2 separate regions of the Sus scrofa genome follow, and region 1 is linked to region 2. A link is a contact called in public Hi-C data. All regions are on one chromosome and are shown on one strand. Each heading gives the region's core, a stretch centred on a gene start, on an enhancer-like site or on the middle of the called end of the contact. The rest is flanking DNA. Distances are from core to core; before and after follow the strand shown. Region 1 has its middle 250 kb from the start of FAM84B. Region 2 has its middle 290 kb from the start of MYC.

Evidence for each region. Hi-C and Micro-C count contacts between places; a contact is called where the count stands out from the background.
Region 1: a contact with region 2 is called in a Hi-C map of fetal heart ventricle, with 2.5 times the contacts expected there. The contact joins two enhancer-like sites. A contact is called at or near these places in 2 of 47 Hi-C or Micro-C datasets (embryonic fibroblasts and fetal heart ventricle).

The regions. Positions count from the first base shown.
Region 1 is chr4:13,189,847-13,196,512 of Sscrofa11.1, reverse strand. No RefSeq gene overlaps it. Among named protein-coding and RNA genes, the nearest start is that of FAM84B, 250 kb to the left of the region's middle. Within about 2 kb of position 3,847, at least 4 of the 83 cell types and tissues checked have an H3K27ac peak or open chromatin away from gene starts, as enhancers often do.
Region 2 is chr4:12,750,362-12,757,933 of Sscrofa11.1, reverse strand. No RefSeq gene overlaps it. Among named protein-coding and RNA genes, the nearest start is that of MYC, 290 kb to the right of the region's middle. Within about 2 kb of position 3,728, at least 20 of the 83 cell types and tissues checked have an H3K27ac peak or open chromatin away from gene starts, as enhancers often do.

The sequences.
Region 1 (6,666 bases), core at 2,598-5,097, 440 kb before region 2:
AAAAACAGTTCTAAATAAGCCTTTTCAAGGTCATGCAGAAAGGATGAATAGGTAATTCCATGTCCAGATAAAGCTTGAGTCTTTGCCCTTCTCATTTGTATCTTAAAAGGGCAATGGCCAGGAGTTCCTGTCGTGGCTCGGGTTGACGAATCCGACTGGGAACCATGGGTTTCGGGTTCAATCCCTGGCCTTGCTCAGTGGGTTAAGGATCCGTCGTTGCCATGAGCTGTGGTGTAGGTTGCACAAACGGCTTGGATCCCGCATTGCTGTGGTCTGGCGTAGGCCAGCGGCTGTAGCTCTGATTCACTCCTGGCCTGGGAACCTCCATATGCTGCTGGAGCGGCCCAAGAAATGGCAAAAAAAAAGACAAAAAAAAAAAAAAAAAAAAAAAGGCAATGGCCACAGCTACAAGTTGGGAATGTGTATATGACAGATACAACATTTAAGGAGTTGTATCTGTGAGTGTACGTGTTTATTTTTGGTTTATTTTTGGGCTGCAGTCCCCTTCAGGAATCAAGCATTAGTCATTCAACATTAAATTAACTAAGCTCTCCATCAGTTTCAGGTTTTTACCCCTATTCTGACCCTGCTGGGAAGGCTCCGCCCCTCTTTACCTGAGTCCCATCACCTCCTTCCCATGCTCCTTCTCTTCCGCTTCTCAGAGAGCCTTCCCTGATCCCTCAGACTGGGTCGGGCTCCCCAGTATACTCTTCTAGCCCTCTGGCCATCTCCTTTGGTTGCTACCTATAGTGAGGCAGGTTAGTGTACAACTTAAGCAACTGGGCTCCAGAACTGATTTATTATATGAGGTCATAGCCTTGAGATTTCTATTTGCCAGCTCTACAGCTTTTAGCCAGGTTACTTAACTCCTATGTTCCTCAGTTTCCTCATCTGTAAAATGGGTTAGGATAGTACCTCTAACTGCCGGATAGCAGTGATGATTTAGTCCATCCGCGAAGTCTTGGAGCATTGCCTTGCACATAGCAAGCACTCAGCCATTGCTTTTTTCCTTACTTTCTCAGTGGACATTAGCTCTAATGGGGGCTGATGCTATACCAGTCTCATTTATGGTTTTAGTCCCAGTGTCTACTCACACTATGGATACTCAAGAAGCATTTATTACAGGCCCTACTTACCACCTTTCTAAATCACACAGCTCAGCATCCTACTGAATATTCGCTGCATGCTGGGAACTTTCATATATAGTCTCTCGAGACTCTCATAAATTAGTTACTGTGGCATAACAATTTTATGGAGGACAGTTAAGTTCAGAGAGGTAAGCTGCTCTGCTCAAGGTCACACAGCTACTAAGTAGTTGAGGTAGTGTTGAAACTCAGCTCTGGGGGCCTCTGGGCCCACTGGGCTTGTTCTTTCTTTTCCTAGTCTGCCTCTTTGTGCCACAGAAAGAACAATGAACCTTATGTAAACCCTATGTAAATAAGAGGTTCTGGTTTCATGAAACTGAAGCCAAAGCAAAGTAAGCAGAAGTTAACAAAAGAGTCACAGTCATCTGATATTTAAAGAAAAAAACCAAACCAAACCAAAACAAAAAACCCTTTCCTTGTTTCCTAGATACCAAAATGGATGTTGATTCCTGAGTAGTGATTGAAAATCATTAAGGCTTTTCCCATGGAGGTCACAGATTTCTCTGTGGAGGACTGAAGAACCACTTGCTAATGCTGCCTTAGAAGTAACCAGTAGGGTCCTCTGGGGCCACGCTGAATTGTTATCATTCCCGGTGGTGGAGTACCACCTGGAAGACTACGGGGCACTATGGCTGTTGGCACTGACTTAAGGACAGTCGATGTCAGTGTGTCTCAAACTTACCATGTACATGAATCACCTGGGGAGCTTATCACAAAAGCAGATTGTAATTGAGTCAGTCTGGAGAGCGGCCTGAGATTCTGCATTTCTAATAAGTTTCCCACCGATGCCAATGCTGGTCGATCAGGGACCGTTCTTTGCAAAGCAAGGGTTTGTAGGCCTCCCTTAGGCTGTATTTTAGACACACATGGAGACTCCAGTAAAGGATGGCCTTTGCAATTACAGAAAGATCAGGGGTCTGCTGGGGGAGCTATTGGCATTCAAGTCCAACTCTGCCACTTAATGGAAATGGACCTGTGAGCCAGAGTCTCTCTCTTGAGAGTTGGGTGTCCTCACCTATAAATGGGCGTGCTGAGTATTGGGAATGTGCAATGGTTTGTTGCAAATTACCTCTAAGGCCTCTTTCTACTCTGAGATTATATGATTGCCTGACTCATTCTCGTGCTGACATTAAAGCTATTTTTTTTTTTTTTTGTCTTTTTTGCTATTTCTTGGGCCGCTCCCGCGGCATATGGAGGTTCCCAGGCTGGGGTCGAATAGGAGCTGTAGCCACTGGCTTATGCCAGAGCCACAGCAACGCAGGATCCGAGCCGCGTCTGCAACCTACACCACAGTCACGGCAACACTGGAGCTTTAACCCACTGAGCAAGGGCAGGGACCGAACCCGCAACCTCATGGTTCCTAGTCGGATTCGTTAACCACTGAGCCACGATGGGAACTCCTAAAGCTATTTTTTCTTTTTTTTAAAGGAAGTGAGGAGGGACTTGGATTTTGTAACAGAGGCTCCTAAGCAGTAACCTTGGGAGTCAAAAAGTCCACAGAGACCTATGTCCAGGGTACAACTTCCTCACCCTAAAGAGCACCCTGCTAGGTGGCAAAGAGCATTTTGTCACCATGACATCCTGGTATTTGGTCCTTAAATTCCATGACCATGAAGACAACCTTGGGAAAATGACAGTGACCTTTAGCTGGAGCAATATGGTCATGGACCTTCAAAGCTGAGTGAAGTTTGGGTGACAGAGTCAAAAGGCCTTATTCCAGGCAAGAGACTAATCCAAGGATACACAGTCAGTTGGAAAGAAACCGGGGCCTTGAGCTCCTGTTGGCCCCCTGCCAGCCCCACATTTCCGCTGCAGTGTAGATGACTGCAGTGTGCCAGCTTTAATTTATGCCCCGGATGCCCTTAAACGACTGTCATGAGAAGAACTACACTTCAGCCGGAGGAACCTGTCTCACGTTGCTCTTGGTGTTCTTATTCTCTTTGTTTGTGAAGGCCATCCTAATTTGGAAATAAAATTCCTCATCCTCGTCCCACGTATTGGGTATGAGGTATTGTTGGCAGTCATGGAAGTCACAGAACTTGCTTCTCCAATCGTGTGTGGGGAGAATTAAGCCCATTTCCCGGGACCCATGCTGCCGTCTTGCTCCAAGGACGCTGAACACTGAGAGGTGCTTTTATGTTCAAAAGCCAGGAGAGATCCAGGTCAAACAGAAAAGGAAACAAGAAACACAGGGAAAAGACTGTGTCGCAGAACCTGGCACCCTGGGAAAACAACCACAAAACATACGCACCATCTTTCAGGCTTCCCATCCCCCCACCCCCCACCTCCCCGGGTCCTGTCCTTTCCGTGGAATTTGCATTCTCTGGCTTCTTCAGAGCATTTAGAATCCTACTGTGGACAGAAAGAAAGGGAAGGAGGGAGGGTGGGAGGAAGATGGAAACGCTTCCTGTCTATGTCTGTGAACATAAAAGTTGATGACAGCACCCTTTATCACAGAGCATTACTGGCACTGGCTTTCTTCACGTGGAGTGAGATGTTAGGACTATTCTGAAGAGAAAGATGTGCTTCCACAAATAGCTGGAGTCCACACTGCACGCGGGACATGATCGCACTGACCACCGGCACTGACATTTGGGGACAGCCTGTTTGGTGACACATGCTCAGAGCTGATGTGGCGTCAGGGGACATGGAAGGTGTCAGAGGCGGTACCCATACACATCGTGTGAGGCACCACGGCTCGAAGGGTGAACTGTCAGGGTGTCTCCAATGAGAGGGCTTCCTACGCCATGAAATACCAGGCATAGTTTTCCTTGTCACAGGGCAGTCAAGCATTTCTCCTCCCATTCCTCCCGCTGTTCCCGCTGCCAGTCTTGAAACTCAGCCGCCTTGCACCCCCATCCTAGCCCTGTGCCCTTGATCTTCCTAATTCCTGACCTCGCTATTTGCTCTCCATACCGCATCGCACGGTCATTCCATCTCTGTGCGCAGAAGGACGGTTCAGGCTCTGCTCATTTTCTCCTCTTTGACTTGTCAGGTCACGTCCTCTTTCTGGCTATGCTTTTCCAGGTCATCTGAATCAAGTCTATAAGTCACACTGTCCCCGGGAGCTCCCGCATCATAGAACCTCAGGGGCCAGTGTGTTATTTTCCTCCTGCTGCTGGAGCACATTTCAACAAACTCGGTGCCTTAAATCACCAATTAATTATCTTACAGTTTGGAGATCAGAAGTCCAAAGTGGCCTTCATTGGGCTAAAATCAAGATGTCAGCAGGGCTTTTATAACTTCTAGGGGGATTCGGTTTCCTTGCCTTTTCCAGCTTTTAGAAGCTGAGCATGTTCCTTGGCTCCTGGCTCCCTTCCTCCATTTCCAAAACCAGGAATAGCCTGGTGTGTTTTTCTCATGATGTCATCTCTCTGGCTCTTATCCCTCTGCCTCCCTCTTTTAAACGACCCTGTGATTACATTGGGCCACCTGGATGTTCCCAGGATAATCTCTCTCTTATAAATACAGCTTATCAGAAACCTTTATTCCCACTGTCATGTATATCATCTACTCAGGGGATCCGACTTCCAATTTGTTTCCTGAACCCAGGAGAAGATGCTACTAAGAGGTGGCAGGAGATGGCCTTGGGGGACAACTGGTCGGAGAAGATAAAAGAGGCCTCGAACACATTCTTGCCACTCTGCTACACAGCTTGCTCTCACCTACATCACAGTTTTGCCAAGAACCATCATATCTTGCTGAAAAACATATTAATCATTTGAGACTACAACAGAAATTCAGTGCGGAGCCATTGCCATCGAAAACACAAACTAAACACGCGCTAAAAACTTAAATTACAGTCCAAGGAACACCTATTATTAAATGCAACATAGGTTATCATGCTGTAAATAATAATAAACAGTTCTAGATATTTTTGAGACAACTTTGTCAAACAATGAGCTGAGTACTTTCCATGTGGATTATCTCTTCATTTCTAAAACAGCTCTATGAATCAGGTGCTATTGATATGTGCATTTTAAAATAAGGAACTTATAAGCTTGAAAGGGTTGGCTATATTGCAAAAGGTCACACAGGTAGTATATGGGGTGGGGGGATCTAGGTTGGATTCCAGTTCCCAGACACCAGCTCCAGGCGACACCGCCAGCTTGGGCATTCAGGAGGGGCAGTCACAGTGAGGTGTGCAGCAGCTAAGAAACGCTTCCTGACATTGGGGGTGTGCGAACACACACTTCACAGTTTGATCAATGGGAATCCCCTAAAATCCCTCTAAGACTGTAGGGAAATCAGAGCTTATTTATACCCCAGCTACCGAAATACGTTTACCCCCAAGTTTCGCCAGTGCTTGTAGGGCAGTGTGCCTTTATGGCCTGTTCTCCTTTTATTTTGACTTCCCTTTCCCATTTTGGCGCAGTGATTAAAACATCCTTGTTTTGTTTAGGTCTCAGATTGTCTTTTTCCCTGCAGCCCCTGTGGGAACCTTTTTCAGCATGCCTGGGTGTGGAGGAAGGGCTGATGGAAGTACTAACGGGGGCGGGTGTGGGGGGGTGTTCTTGCCCTGTGCTCCAGAGACTATTTAGAGAAGATGAAGCAGTATGGCAGAATCCCACTAAAGACAGCAGCCACACATCATTCATTCCCACCTCCCTCCTTCCCCCCTTTCCATCTTGCCTTCCTCCCTCCCTTCATTCTTCCTTCCCAAGCATTCATTTCGAAGGCAATATGGATAAATAAATGAAGACGACATGGCCCCTCTTTTTAAAGATCTCGGAATTATTTCTCCTACGAAGGAGAAAAGAATAATTGTTCTCTCAATAAATAAATTCGGACTCAAATGTAGTAAATAAGTATTAAGCACAAGTATTAACTCAGGAGTCTATATATGTATATCACTATATTCTAATGTGTTTGTATATATATTGTAACTTCCACAAGCGCGAAATCTCTTTGAAGACTAAGCCATTAAAGCCACCTTGGGTTCCTTGGAGAGAACCACATGAATTCTTACACTTGGTAAAGCCTTTAGTAATGGTAGTGTTGGAACAGATGCAACCCACTTTAATACTCCAAATAGATTCCATGATGATGGCTGTGCATTCGCTTTGTGTTGCACCAAAACATTAATTCTGAGATAGGGAAAGATATGGTGTTGCTCCTTGGTGTGGTTTTTGGAAGAGCCCTGGAATTGCATGGGCAGATTGGTTTTTGGGCATCACAACTTCTGGGCATGTGGAGCAAGGCAGTCTAATGATGAAGATCCTGTGCTTCAGAGGCAGAGAGATCCGGCTCCTAAGTTTGTTTCTGCCTCTTTTCCTTTCTGGGAGACCATGGGTCATTGTTTAAAATATATCCAGGATGACAGTAGCGATACTGATGATGATGATGATAAAAGGTTCACATCCGTCGAGTCCTTGCTATGGCCAGATACTAGTTTGAGAGCTTGCATGTATGAAATCATTTCATTCTTGCACGCACTCCCAAAGGCAGGCAATACCATCTCCAACTGTTAGATGAAAAACTGAGGCAAAGAGAGGTTAAGTAATGAGCTCAAGATCACCCA
Region 2 (7,572 bases), core at 2,479-4,978:
TGGGAGGCGGTGACGGGGGCCACTTGAGAAAGTGACTCAGCAGGGCCAGATGGTATTTATTCAAGAGCTCATTTATTTGGATCAACTAACATATGAACTAGCAGGGATTCTGACAAGGACACGCGATACCTCATTTCCTTGAAGATTAAGAAGCTGCACACATACTATCTGCCCTCCAAAGAGAGACTGAGGAAGGCAGAGGGAGGCTTGGGGGTGGCCGAGCCCCAAGCAGAGCCCAGTTTCCAGGAGAGGACAGAGACAAAGTGATGTCACGGTTGGATTGTGTGCTCCGCTCAAAGAAAAGGATGTGTTGAAGCCATAAGCCCTCATACCTTAGTCAGATGCAGGGTCGTTGCACAGGTAGTCTGTCAAGATAAGGTGAGGCCATTCCAGAATAGGCTGGGCTCTAATCCGGTGTGAATGGTGTCCCTACAGAAGAGGAGAACCACATGGACAGAATGCCACGTGACGACAGAGGCCGAGTTGGAGAGACACGACTGCAAGCCAGGGGCATTCCAAAGGTGGCCAGCAGTCACCAGAGCATGGAAGGAGTTAAGGAAGGGTTCCCCTCCGGCTTTCAGGGGGACAATGGCCCTGTCACGCTTTGCTTTTAGACTTCTAACCTCCAGAACCGGGAGACAAAATTTTTGTTGTTGTAAGACACCCAGTTTGTGGAACCTTGCCATGGCAGCCCTAGCTGGAAGATTAATACTATACCCTAAAAGCCCCTGTGACCAGCTGAGTGGATCTGAGCCAGTTACTTTTCCTTGATTATCTTTTGAAGTGCTTAGAACTGGTCGCAACTTGGGTCTTACTGATACAGAGAACAAGGACAAATAAGCTGGCAATTGGAGACACAGTTTAGGCTTAACCTAGGGTGGACAGAGCAGACGTGGGGGCAGTGAGCCTGGCACTTCTCCCTCTCCCCACCAGCAGCAGGAACGCATTTAATAGCAGGGGCAGAAAAATGCAACGGCAGGTGGGAAGAGGCAGAAGAATACAGAGCCTGGACACACATATGAAGTGTGAGGTGTGTTTAGTGCCTCAGCATGTGGATTTGGGGTTCCCATCCCACCTACACCACTTGCCAAACTGTGATACTCCCATAAGTTACTTCGCATTCCTGAGTCTTGGTTTCCTTATCTAGAAAATGGAGCTAATAATAGTTCCTGCCCCATGGGGTTATTGGGAGGAATTACTTCATATATGTATGCCATATATGCATATATATACACACACACACATACACACATTATATAAACTTAGGTATATAAACTCTTTGGAATGATACCCAGCACGTAGTAGGTATATAATAAATACCACCATCACACTTCCATGCATACTTGTATACTTTCACATTTAATCCTTCTTTTTTTTTCTGCTTAGGGCTGCGCTCATGGCATATGGAAGTTCCCTGGGTTAGGGGTCAAATCAGAGCTGCCAGCCTACGCCACAGCCACTGCAACATGGGATCCGAGCTGTATCTCTGACCTACGCCACAACCTGTGGCAACACCAGATCCTTGACCCACTGAATGAAGCCAGGGATCAAGCTCACATCCTCATGGAGACTATATCAGGTTCTTAACCCTCTGAGCCCAATGGGAACTCCACCTTTAATCTCTTAATGAGTCCATAACAGATTTTATTAGTTTTATGAATAAAGGTACTGAGGCTTAACAAGTTAAAGATATACCCAATGTCATAGGCAAAATGCAGCAGCATGGCACCTAGAGATTCAACTGATGCAGGGAAGGCGGTGATGGAAGACAAAGCAGGAATGTGAGATAGGAGTCTGGGACCTTCTAGTAAGTTGCCAGGCTCCATAGTTATTCTTCCTCCACGCCTTCATGGTACTGATGTCTCAAATTCTGGTGGGTTTTTCTCCAGTCTGCTGCCCAGCCTTTGGGAAATTAGTTATGTTTCTTAATTGATACTAGAATTCCTCAACCTAAGCACCATTGATATTTTAGACCCATAATTCTTCCTGTGGGAAGCCGCCCTGTGCATTGTAAGATTGGGTAGCATCCTGGCTTTTACACACTAAATGCCAGGAGCAGCCCTGCCCCAGTCATGATAATCACAGATGTTCCCTGGGAGGCAAAACTGTCCCCAGTGAGAATTGCTAACCTACACAATAGGGTGAAAGTACCCACAAAACGGTGTCATTGAGCCATTCTGAGAAGCAATTTGAGAAATAGTTTTTTTTTTTTCTATAAAAAGAAACAGAATGCATTTGCCTATGTAACATATTACAGGACAAACTTGGTATTATTTATTAGTTGTTGCTTGCCAAAAAGGGCATAAAACATCTCTTCCTTTCAAAAAGGTCACAACCAAGGAGGGGAGGGGAGACAGGGACCAAGGCACGGAGCCTCACTGGGGTCAGGAGGCCTAGAAAGAAATCGCCCTCAATTGAACCAATAAGAGGACTTTATAAAGAAAATCGGATATGAGCCACATAGTGACGGATGGGAGCAATTTCTGAAGACTGAGATGAAATGCCCCAGAGAATGGATGTGTCCAAATACAGGACACAGTGGAAGCCAAGTGAAGAAAAAACAGCAGCTAAGCTGACTCAGATTTTCTATAATCATCTATGTTGACCCTCTGCCCACAAGGCCTCTCCCACTTCGAGTCACAAACCAGCCCTTCCTCCTTCCAGACTCAGCGTGATGCCACCTCCCCGAGAATACTTCTCGGAAGTCCCAGATTTGGCAAGTCGCCCCTTCTCCTTGTGCCTTTGTGTCTCTCGTGGGGTTACTCTTGGCATTTGGGGTGCATCAGTTCTTCACTGAGCAATCCAGTGGAACCACCTCATGTGTTGCAGGAAAATTAGCGGGTATGACTCCCACGCCCTAAGTATCCTAAAGATACTCCCCAACCGCTGTGGCAACCAAGTATCTCTACCAGTTTTTCCAAATATCCCTAAGTGGGCAATACCACCCCAGTTGAAACCCACATCTTAATACTTACAGTTTTCCTGAAGCCAGTCTGTCTCCTGTCAGCAGGCTCCTTCATTATAGGAACCATTGATTTCACAGCTTCCCGAAACCCTAAGACCTTGCCCAGTGCCCCTTTGCAGTTGGCCCTTGGTAAATATTTGCTGATCTAATTAAAACAGAAGGTTCATCTAGGGTAAAATTGGAAACTCAGAATTGAAAGATAAATTGGGGCCAGAGAGAAAAGGACTTTGTATAGGCTGAGGAACGTGGGTTTTATTCTACCGGGGAAATCGTAGAAAATTGTCATTTTTGTAAGTCAAAAATGGCCAATTGTCAGCAATTTCATATAGTTCATCCTAACAAAAGACAGTATTATTATTTACTGACATAACTATCTTTTTGTTTTTCCTTTTTTAAATTAACATATAGTTGGTTTATGATAGCATGTTAATTTCAGGTGGACAGCAACGTGATCTGGTCATACCTACATATATTTAACTTTCTCTTTAAATTGAGATACTTTTTTTTAGCTTAAATACCTAAGTTTGGTCCCTTCTTAGACATTACCATCCATGAAATAATGAGCTAGATTACTCTCTTTTCTTTAAATGTAAAACATTAAAATACTTGATTTTTCACAACCAAAGGTCATCCTTCTACCACCCAATTATCATCTCATGTGCTACAAGTAGACACAGATCCTGCTATCAGAAGCCGTGCTCTGGACAACTGGATGGATCCATTGCAGACTGAAGAGGTGGTCACACAAGTGGCAGTGAAATGGGGGCGGGGCGGATGTTGAAAGAAAAAGGATAAAGAGGAAAGGAGGGGAGAACCCTGCAGAACAAGGAAGAAATGGAGGGGGAAAGAAGAGAAGGAGAAAAAATAGGAACAAGGTAGGAAGAGACAGAAGAAGAAAGAGAAAAAAAAGAAGAGAAAAAGTGGGAGGTGATTGCTAGGGGCTCAGATTAGTTCCTCGCTTTGGTCCCCAGGTTCCCGCCCGGCACCGCAGTGCAGTCAGCTCAGAGCCTGATTAGCATGGCTGACATGAGCCAGCGCTTGCCTATTTTTAGCTGAAATTAATCATTTTCTTGTGTTATTTTTGGTTCAGATAACGGCTGGAGTACACAGCCGCTTCTTCGCGAGCTGCCAGCAAGAATGTAAACAAGGTTGAATCTCCTCTTGGCAGGTTCTATATTCAGCTCTGCCATCATGCAGCCCAATTCCCTGAGAAAGCGGACTGTACCGCAGCAGATGCGGGGCTGCGGGGGAAGGAGGCTTAACCAGTCATAATACGGACTAGATCGACAGGAGCGAAGGCAGGCAGACCAAGACAAGTACTCTGTTATCACTCATCCGTGGAAACGAAGAAACAAAACAAACAAATGAATGTAACAAAGCAGAACCTGGCTCACAGACATACCAGTGGGAGAGGGATGAAGGGAGGGGTGATGGAGGGGTCGGGGATTAACAGACACAAACTACCGTGTATAAAATAAATAAGCAGGGAAATAGAGCCATTATTTTGTAGTAACTTTAAATGGGGTATAATCTATAAAAATATTGAATCACTATATTGTACACGTGAAATTAATGTAATATTGTAAATCAATTAATTTCAATTTTTAAAAAGTGAAAAATAGGAGTTGCCATCGTGGTTCAGAAGGTGAGAACCTCCACATAGTCTCCATGAGGATAAGGGTTCGATCTCTGGCCTTGTTCAGTGGGTTAGGATCCTGCGTTGCCGCGAGCTGCGGTGTAGCTCAAAGATGTGGCTGATTTCCAAAATAAAAAAGCACCGTGGTGGAAACCATCCCAATGCCTTAAGAAAGGCACAGGAGTTCCCGTCGTGGCTCAGTGGTTCACGAATCCAACTAGGTTGCGGGTTCTGTCCCTGCCCTTGCTCAGTGGGTTAACGATCCGGCGTTGCCGTGAGCTGTGGTGTAGGTTGCAGACGCGGCTCGGATCCTGCGTTGCTGTGGCTCTGGCGTAGGCCGGTGGCTACAGCTCTGATTCGACCCCTAGCCTGGGAACCTCCATATGCCACAAGAGCAGCCTGAGAAATGGCAAAAAGACAAAAAAAAAAAAAAAGAAGGGTACAACAATACAGATTGTCAAGGACGTACAGGATAGCACAGACAGGGGCAAGAGATCAGAGTTGGACCAGGTTAGATTCTGACAGAAGGGAACCAGGATCTGCTCATTTGATTTTAGAAGATGATTCTGAGGCTTGTGATTAGGCCACTCGACTGTGGCCCTTCAATAGCCGGAAACTCCTCAGACATACCAGCCCCACACCCCTTCCAAAAGAGCACCAACTCTAGTATTTTATCAAAAAATTACTCTTATTTTCCCAACCAGAAGGATCCGGAGGAAGAACATTTTTTCTTCTGTAGTTAGGCTCCAGCGAAATGAGAGCTTAATATCAGAGCCACGGAGACTGTCCAGTACCTCTCCGTCAGGCAGCTCCTTCTCTTGGAATTCCTCTTAAAGGACCCCGGATGTGACTGTAGGTCCCACACTCACCCCTTTTCTAGAGAGAGAGAGAGAGACCCCCCCACACAGATCAAGTTCAGGCATGTCTGCTTTCCTAGACCAGTTTGCCCTGCCAGCTCCCATCATCCCCTTCCAGACCTGAACTTGAAGATATCAAGGGGGAGGGTGCTGCTGATTATCCCTCTGACACTGGTCTCATGTTGGATGTGAGGCTGTCGTCTTCGCTAAACCACAGCCTCCTCGTGGGTGGTGGCTTTCAGGCAGAGTGTCCCAATCTAAATCTAAGTGTTAGATGCTAGCAACAGCCTAGAAGAGAGCCTGAAAGAAAGGTCAGATTGGGTAATCCCAATAGGCACCTCGGGAAGAAGAGCGACCGTCACATTTTTGAGGCATTAGAGGCTCCTATCTAAATGAGCATGATGGAGGATAATGTGAGAAAAAGAATATACATGTATGTGTGTGACTGGGTCAATTTGCTGTACAGTAGAAATTTACAGAACACTGTCAACCAACTATAATGGAAAAAATAAAAATCATTTAAAAGATTTTATTTTTTTAATCATTTATGTATATATTTTTTCTACTATACAGCATGGTGACCCAGTTACACATCCATCTATACATTCTTTTTTCTCACATTATGTGTTCCATCATAATTGACTAGACAGAGTTCCCAGTGCTACACAGCAGGCTCCCATTGCTTTAAAAAAAAAAAAAAAAAAAGGCGGTGGGGGGGAAGCCTTCATAGAAAGAAAACTGCAAATAAATACTACCCAGAGTTTGTTTCCTCTGCAAACAGCTACCAGCTCATGTCCTAGAGCCAGGGAGAGACTGTAAAAGCAAAATGCCCTTAAGATCTAAGATATCTTTTTTTTTTTTTGCCTTTTTTTTTTTTTTTAGGGCTGCACCCTCTGCATATGGAGGTTCCCAGGCTAAGGGTCGAATCAGAGCTGTAGCCGCCAGCCTACAGCAGTCACAGCAACACTGGATCTAAGCCATGGCTGCAGCCTTCACCACAGCTCACAGAAACACCTGATCCTTAACACACTGAAGGAGGCCAGGGATCAAGCCTGCATCCTCATGGATGCTAGTCAGATTCATTTCCGCTGAACCACAACAGGAGCTCCAAGAGGCATTTTTAAACTGACACCCAAATGTGAGGCCAGGAAGGAATTACCTTTCATCTGTGTTCCAGCTCTCTTTAACCAGTCACAGTTGAATGGGGAGCGTCGTGGTGTTGATAATTTTGGAAATGGGTCAAGGCTCATGGGGAAGAAAGCCAGAAGAGGGGTAACAACCGCCATGGGAACAGGAGGGGTGACTGTCCCTACACGTCCTAGGGGGTAGGTTGTTGGTTGAGGTTCTTCGTGTTTCAAACAAGAGGAACTCCACTTGAAGTCTGTTTTGCAGATAGGTTCAGACTTGTGGTTGCCAAGGGAGAAGGGGAAGGAAAAAGGATGGACGGGGAGTTTGGGGTTGGTAGGTGCAAACTATGATGTTTAGAATGGATAAGCAATGAGGTCCTACTTTACAGTAAAGGAACTATAGCCAGTCTCTGGAGATAGAACATGCTGGAAGATAGTATAAGAAAAAAATGTACATACATATGCATATATATATGACTGGGCCACTATGCTGTACAGCAGAAATTGACACAACACTGTAAATCAGCTATACTCTAATAAAAAAAAGAAACTCCACTTATATTCACTTAAGAATGTAGTAGAATGTAGGAAGATGCGCTTTAGCCATATGATGGATTTCGGCCAGCATCAAAATTCCATCTGGACTTTCCTGTCTTAGCTCTTCTCCTCCCAATGCTCTGACCTCATTCACTTCCACTAAGATGGGCTTCTTCCGTGCAGCAGAGCACAGCCAGAGGCTGACGCAGAATTGCATTGCTGGGTAAAGAGATCCCTACCTCCAGTTTTTCTTCGAAATAACCACAGGGAAAGATACTAATTGGCCTATCTTAGGTCATATGCTCATTCCTGGTACAGTCCCAAAGGCCCAGAGTATGGGGCATTATAATTGGCCCAGGCTGGATCAGATGCCACCTTTGGGGCAGAAAGGCAATTTGTGTGTGATTTTGGGAATGTTTGCACATGTGTATATATGTGTGTTGGGAAGGC